Linked DNA regions of Mus musculus: region 2 is linked to region 1. Evidence: chromatin contacts called from public Hi-C data. All regions are on one chromosome and are shown on one strand. Each heading gives the region's core, a stretch centred on a gene start, on an enhancer-like site or on the middle of the called end of the contact. The rest is flanking DNA. Distances are from core to core; before and after follow the strand shown. Region 1 overlaps Pdzph1 (PDZ and pleckstrin homology domains 1). Region 2 holds the start of Nudt12 (nudix (nucleoside diphosphate linked moiety X)-type motif 12).

Region 1 (3,382 bases), core at 173-2,672:
TCATTACAACAGGCCATGACAACCTTCAGTTTGGAATCCTCTTGCTTGACCCTCAGCCATCGGTGCTGGGATTAAGCCCCATACTCTGCTGCGTCTTTATTGAATTAGGTTACCCTCATACGATGGTTTTGGCTCCTGACAGGACTGAGAGTTGGCAGACTCAAAGAGATTTAATCACCAACATACACAGGATAGTATGGTGACATTCAATCACCAATATAGATAGTAAAGTGACACACTGAAGCTCAATAAACAAGCATATGTTTGCTCTATGGGGACTTTTCTTCACCAAGTACAGGCTTTAGGAAAATCAAACATGCAAATTCTCCTGGAGGCCAGGTTCTCAGCTGCAGCCCCTGGCGCGTGCCCTCAGGGACAGAACACTTCTTGCACATTTCTCCTTGTCACTTACCAGGGTGGTAGAGTTTGTCTGACAGTGGAGGTGCGACTCTGACACAGTTTAAGATTGGTGGCATGATAAGACAGCAAGCCAAGGAGAGAGTGTGAATTAGAAAAAGAAAAAAAATTTTTTTTTCTGTTCCCCTGTAGCTGTCAATAACCTCACCGAATACTACACTTCCAAACACGGGCCAACATGTGAAGAAAGAAGAGATTTCTGGGGAGCTTTTGTTTTGAAGGACTCTGTCACTAAAGAGCTGGGGTGGGTAAAGAGGCAGTTTTAAAACTCCTTTATCTCATGAAACTGACAATTTTTCTGACTCTTTCACCACAGGCTGTAGACAGTCACCTATCTGCTTCCTTCGCCCCTCGTACTGCTCAAAGCAAGCATGTTGTCTGGTAGATAAAGGCAGCGGTTCTGCACATCCAACCCCAGGGTCAGGAAACTGATGAGCAGATGTCACGTGGAGGGAAGGAACTAATCGTTTTGTTTTTCTTTCTTTTCTTTTTTTTTAAGGAGATATGTTAGGGTTAAAAAGTAAATTTGGTCAAAGGAAACTAAACCATGGTCAAAGAAAGGAAGAAATACCATTGTTAGTGGCAAAGGCCAAGCAGCAGGGCCACCTGGAAACAGAAGAGCCTAGAGACTCGCAACTGGAATTGTATTTGAACATCATCTGAGAGCTTGCTACAAAAACAGAATGCCAAGGCTCATGCCGAATGAAGGCACAGAGTTAAAGAACCACTGGCTGGTATTTGTTAGTTTGTTAAGTATCAAATCAAGACATTTTCATTTTCTAAGTTTAGGCTGATTATAAATGAATAAGCATGGGAAGTTTTAAATGTTGACCCTTGAAATTTTGTGCCCTTAATGCATAAAGTACAATGGCTACAGATATTATGTAAAACCTAATATCAAAAGTCTAAAACTCTCATTCAAGTTCTTCTGTGAATGTCAAGCCTGAGTCCTCTGGGCCCCGAGTAGCATGTGGTGAAGAATATAAAACCACCATCTCCCGACAGCTGTTTGGAGCTCAGCAACTCCCCGTGCATCCGACTCATGTCCTCACTCTGGGTATGAGCAACGGTCGGTCCTCTAACATGATGAAACCATGCAGCAGCAGAGCCAGCTTGCATCCTTGCCCCGGAGAGAATTTTTCATGGTGCAGCAAGTTATGTTTATGACCAGGCTGAAGCGCAAGCTTAGTCTGATCGGTATCAGAGAAACTAGCATGCAGTCTGTGTAAGCAAGAGGAAAATGACCTCAGGGGCAGCCCACTGCTGCAGTCCATAAATAAATTGGCAGATGTGTCAACTACGCACATTAGTCCAGGAGTGCAGTTCTTTAGGGACTGTAGTCCAAAGACAAAGACATTTGTGGGTTGCCGGTCAATCTGGAGCATTTCTTCTAATTTTTCTGGATGTGTTTTTGACAGGAGCTTAAGGGCAGTTCAATAAATTAAAATGTATTTACATGGCAATGAAGAATTATCTTGACATACTGAGAGTTATTTAATTACCAAGGTACTTTGTGTGCTGCCAAAGTTAAGACTGTGTCAGCCTTTCTGGGACAAATCTTTATTTTCAGGGCCATGTGGCTCAGGCAGAAATGATCCCCTGGGTTGGAGCTTGTCAGTTATAGAAGATGAGTCTCCTTGCTGACCCCCATTTCCATAGACAGTTCTAAACAGATCGGTAATCTCAATGTCAGACATCATGATGAAGTCAGCGCTGCCAAGGCCAAATGTCCCCCTTTAGGGATGTGGCCTCTCTCTCAGAGGAATTGTAAATGAAGTCATACCCCATTTGCAGTCTTCAAAGCATGTCAGGGTTGCTGTCTGTCTGCATGGCATTCAGAGAGCTGTCTTAAGGCATCAAAAGGTAGGTGTGTGGTGTCCGTGCTGGCAGCAACAAAACACAGTGGGTAGGCAGCGACCTCGTATTAACAGGGACAGCGACAATTTCCACAAGCTGTACTCTATTGCAGTCCCGTGTCATGGAAGTCCAGCAAAGAAGATATTCCTAGGAAAGTAACTGGAAGCTCGGGTAAAGTCCTGACTTAACCTGGAATAAGAAAAGGGTCAATACCTGGGACCTCCCAGACTTCTTGTTTCTCAACTCAACAATTTTGATGAGGGACAGTTTCAGCAAAAGACCTAAGTAGTGAGTTAGATCAAGGAGGGTAATTGTTGCAGATAAAAGTGAACTAGAAGAGGGACACATACCTCCACGTGCTTCTTAGAAAGTAAATCAAGATGCTTAAGGAATTGGCTTGATATTATAACTAGTGACATTGCACAGACTTGACTCTGTCATCAGAAACATTGTGGTCACTGTGGTTATGAGGAAGGAGATTAATACATTTCAGGAAACCTGGGTCACAGATAAGTCCTACCACTGACATATGAGTCAACTAAGAGGTAACTGTTCAGTTCTCATAAGCACATAGGTTTGCATGTCTAAGAGACCTGGTTAATCTAACGGTAGGATTTGTTTCTCTGTTTTTAAAGCCCTGACTGTTTTTTCCAACCATTACTTCTGCATAGTCACTGCCTCTCTAGAAGATGTCAGGCCACTGAACTCTCCCATTCATGCCTGTAGGTCTAGACATCCTGACTATGGTGGTAGCATCCGACATCAGCCGCTGTCCCAATACCCCGTGGCCCACCTGCCGTGGTTACCTGCATAAGAGGACTCACTCAGGTTTTGTGAAGGGCTGGAGGAAGAGGTGGTTTGTGTTGAAGCATGATGGCTTTCTCCTCTATTACAAGCACAGAAAGGTAAAGTGTGAGGAGGGGAAACAGCTGATAAGGGTAAGAATGAAAGACACTGGGAAGGAAAACCTCCTTGGACTATCCTGTGTCCAAGAATTACTCTTCAAGACATTATATTGCAAGACTCTAGAAACAGTAGTTTCCCACTTGACTGTCCAGGAATTGTTCTTCCAAAAATCAGAGAAGTACAATTTATGTTCTCTTCTGCT
Region 2 (3,794 bases), core at 126-2,625, 89 kb before region 1:
ATGGTAGAGTGTGGTGACAGGCAGACAGACAGGTATGGTGATGAAGCCATAGCTGAGGGCTCACAGACTTATCTGCAAGTAGGAGGCAGGTGTCCGGACAAAGGACACTAATGGGGAACGGCATGGGCTTTTGGAACTTCAAGTCCCACTCCCAATTAACACACCTAGTCCAACAAAGCCACTGCTCCTAATCCTTCCTAAGGAATTCTACCAACTGAGGATCAGGTACTCCAATGCATTGACCCTGTGAAGGCCAATCTTTCTTTTCCAATCAACACAACTGCCCACAGGAAGGAACATAGCACAAACTTTGAGAAGCAGTCATGGAAGTATAATTGGCTAGTAGGTTGACTATAATACAACATTTATCATGCACTCAAGAGGCTCTGGGTTCAATTCCCAGTTCAAGCATTACACTGTCAACATATATATGCAACCTCAGTATGAGAAAGGACCTGGAAGGTACAGAATGCAATGGCCAGTCTTAAAACACTCCTGAAGTTGTTGCTGACAGACAAGTACCATTCCCTGGTTTGGGGATTAGAAGACCACTAAAGACCAAGTTATTCCAAGAGTCACATAATTTCTGTAGACTTTGGAGAATGAAATCGTAGGAAACTAAATTGATAAAAGCAAGAATATTGTGTTGTAGGTATCAACTCTAGTCCCAAGAGTTTTTCACGCATCTTCTGTAACCCTACAGTGGAGGAGGGATTATGGAATCTCCAAACATACCTTTATATGGATTACTTAATAGGGTAGGCAGACTCTATAGTGGCATTTTATAAAATGTGAAGTGGGGCTTTTTTCAGAGATGAGAGACCTGCTTAAGGCCACATATCTAAGTGACTTGTGAATCTAAGTAAATTTCACTGGAGAAACTGTGCAGCTAAGTCATTTAAGAAAAGGCAGGTTGGAAGAAAAAGTCCTGAAAGATCACAGTTTTGTTTTAATATTTTAAATTACTTTAAAACTTCAATATAAAAAAGACCAATCAAATCGTATGTAGAGGCTGATCCTAATTTAATGTGTGATCAGACGTTAACATTTTCATGACACTATAGAAAACTCAATGTCACTGAACTATGTATTTGAACTATGAACTTTGTCTGAAGGAAAGTTGGGGAGCTGGATGAGAAATAGTAAAAAAAAAAAAAAAAAAAAAAAAAAAATCACAGACCTCGTTATCATAATGGCAGCATTTAGTTCCACACACTTCCATTTTGGGGAAGGATTAGTGATCTTTCCCAGCACCTGAAGTCCGGAAGTCCAGTCCCCACCCCTACCCGACCTGCACTTTAACCTGCCTCCTGGACCTGGCGATGGCCTGTAAACTACATCTCCCATAAAGGTATGCGAGGGCAGTGGCCCTCTGCCGGAAGTCCGGAAGGCTGACTCCAACGCCGGGAAAACTGACAACTAAGTTTGCCGAGGAGTCTTCCGTCGCAATCCTGGTTTCTTTCCTTCATAATCCCTTGGGTTAGTAGCGCTAGTTGGCCCGGGTATGTTCGAGGACGAGTCGTCCAGGGCGTCCCTCCCGGCTTGCCGTGCCCCCAGGCGCGGGACTCAGACCTGCGGCTGCCTGCAGGCAGGTGGCTGCTAAAATTGCCAGCCAAGTTTTGGATGGGGTAAAACAAACTACGTCGGAGGTGTCCCTCCTTGAAAGGAGAAATCTTACAATAGGAGAAAAATAACTCTTCAAGGCATGTGGCCATTGGGAGAGACCGTGCTTGCGTGGGATGCACGTAATGGGTTAAATCGGTCTGGGCAGCCCCAGCGAGGGGAATATTTTAAACAATGGTGGGTGGGCTAATTGGCAGGTCCACTATGAGGGCTTATTGTAGCCTGCTGAAGCCATGCTGGGCAGCCCTTGGGCATGAAGTCAGTAATTAGTAAAAATGGATGTTGGTTTGGTTAAAATATAGTTCCTTTAAAATCCAAGTCTCTTCTTACCGACCTCTCCGAATAGCCTTGGAAAATAGGGGCGACGGTTTATACTACCTTCTCATTCTCACCTTCCACAGAACCTGCCAATAAATGATTAACAGGTAGTATTGATATTGGGAAAGCTAAAGAGAAAGGGGCTTATCCTTTCACTTCGTAGTCCAGAGAATGTTTTATGCACAACTATTGCCTTGGGGGTGCTGTATGACGCAGCATGTTTGGATGTGCAATGCTGAAGGGTGATCAGTGAGAGCAGTCAGGGACTAACCATGACCTCTGAAACCGTGACCTCTGAACAGGGAACAGTGAGGTGTTAAAAGTGAACCTCGCTGGAGAAACTCTAACCAAAGAAAAGGAGTTAGGAAGAGACTTTTAAATAAAGCCCTGGAATATCGCAACGGGGACTACAATATTTTAAAGAATTTTAAGATTTCAATATGATAAAAGTGGGAAATAAGTAAAACACACTAAATGAAAGTAAATTGAGATATGTAGAGGTTACTCCTCATTTCATTGTTGAACCGATTTTTTCCAGCGGGTTTCTTGGATTGCCTTAAGCAGTTTTAAATTATTGTTAAACAGAAGACACAAACAGGAAAGCGCATGCCAAATCAGAAAGTTAATCTTGGATCCATTGTTTTCCTGAACTTTATGCAGACTAGGCTGTGGATTTGACTAGCCACATTGCTGTTTCAAAATCCAGGAGACAAGGCTCTGGGTTGAACCTGCAGTACTAAGAGACAAGAATATTTTGAAGTTAACGCTTGAAACAGAAAATATTTTTTTATCTGTTTTTTGTTTGGTTTTTAGCAGAATTATGGACTACATAGCATTCATTAAGAAACGTGGCTTTGCTTTGTTAACAACCAAACAGCATGACAGGGCAGACAACAACATTAGTAATTCTTAAAAGCGCCTCAAGGACAATAGAGAGGCCAACAGAACCTTCATCCAACACTCGATACAGAAGTGCCTTGTCATCTAATTCGTGACAACGATGGCCGGGCCGCCAGACACAGATAATGTCAAGAAAGGTGCTGAGTCAGGAATTATCCGTGAATTAAAATAAATCCTGACCTAGTCTACCTCACACAATGAACAAAACTCAGTACCATATGGATCACAAAATTAATTATGTTAAGGTTAACCAGTAATTTTTTTTTTACGTGAAGCTTTAAAAGCTCTTCAATAACTGTGCAACCATAATTTCTTTGAGGCATGACATCTATAGCATAGTATAGAATCAGAGTACTACTTACCATCTCCATAAGCATTGGCCTCTAATTCTCTCTGCTTTAACCCCCTCCACTCTGTGCCCCGGCTCGGTCCCCCTTCTCTACTGCAGTAGCAGTTGACTATGAATTATCTTTTGACAGGTGTACTGGTTTGGAAACATGCTGCCTTTCCAAGATCAGCATCTAAATAATGTTCATCCATTCGTGCGAAGAGCAATTGTCAATAAGGTCTTTCTCACTTCTATCTCATTTTTTTTTTAAAGGAAGAAATGTCTTCTGTTAAAAGAAATCCCAAAAAGGAGATGATTTCTGAACTCCACAGTTCAGCCGCAGAGGGAAATGTCGCAAAGTTAGCAGGAATACTCAGCCATTCTCCATCTCTTCTCAATGAGACTTCTGAAAATGGATGGACTGCTTTAATGTACGCCGCCAGGAACGGGCATCCCGATGTGGTCCAGTTTCTGCTTGAGAAAGGGTAAACATCTTGGACCTGTACTACCTAAGATACATCTGGGATCTTGTCTTTTCACAGTTTCCTGTAGACATATTTATATCAGTGGGCTAGGAAATAGCTCACTGTCCAGTTTATTATATGAAAGGGGGCCTGATTTGTCA

What was found. A called contact is a pair of places that touch in the nucleus more often than the background predicts.
Region 2: a Hi-C map of uterus shows a contact between it and region 1. The contact joins the promoter of Nudt12 here to the enhancer-like site in region 1. A contact is called at or near these places in 9 of 484 Hi-C or Micro-C datasets (LSK cells, cumulus cells, embryonic stem cells and 4 more), 1 of 115 datasets of contacts at active chromatin or transcription factors (embryonic stem cells) and 2 of 9 other capture datasets (embryonic stem cells and liver).

Annotation. Positions count from the first base shown.
Region 1 is chr17:58,922,366-58,925,747 of GRCm38.p6, reverse strand. Pdzph1 (PDZ and pleckstrin homology domains 1) reads left to right here. Exons shown (of 13, transcript NM_027001.1): 8 at 3,001-3,179. Among named protein-coding and RNA genes, the nearest start is that of Gm33751, 20 kb to the left of the region's middle. Within about 2 kb of position 1,422, at least 25 of the 459 cell types and tissues checked have an H3K27ac peak or open chromatin away from gene starts, as enhancers often do. A contact at or near this core is called in erythroid progenitors, pre-megakaryocyte-erythroid progenitors and uterus, where this site is marked.
Region 2 is chr17:59,010,903-59,014,696 of GRCm38.p6, reverse strand. Nudt12 (nudix (nucleoside diphosphate linked moiety X)-type motif 12) reads left to right here and starts at 1,375. Exons shown (of 7, transcript NM_026497.3): 1 at 1,375-1,479; 2 at 3,443-3,654. The coding sequence starts at 3,449. The region is part of intron 1 of Nudt12os (nudix (nucleoside diphosphate linked moiety X)-type motif 12, opposite strand); the gene reads right to left.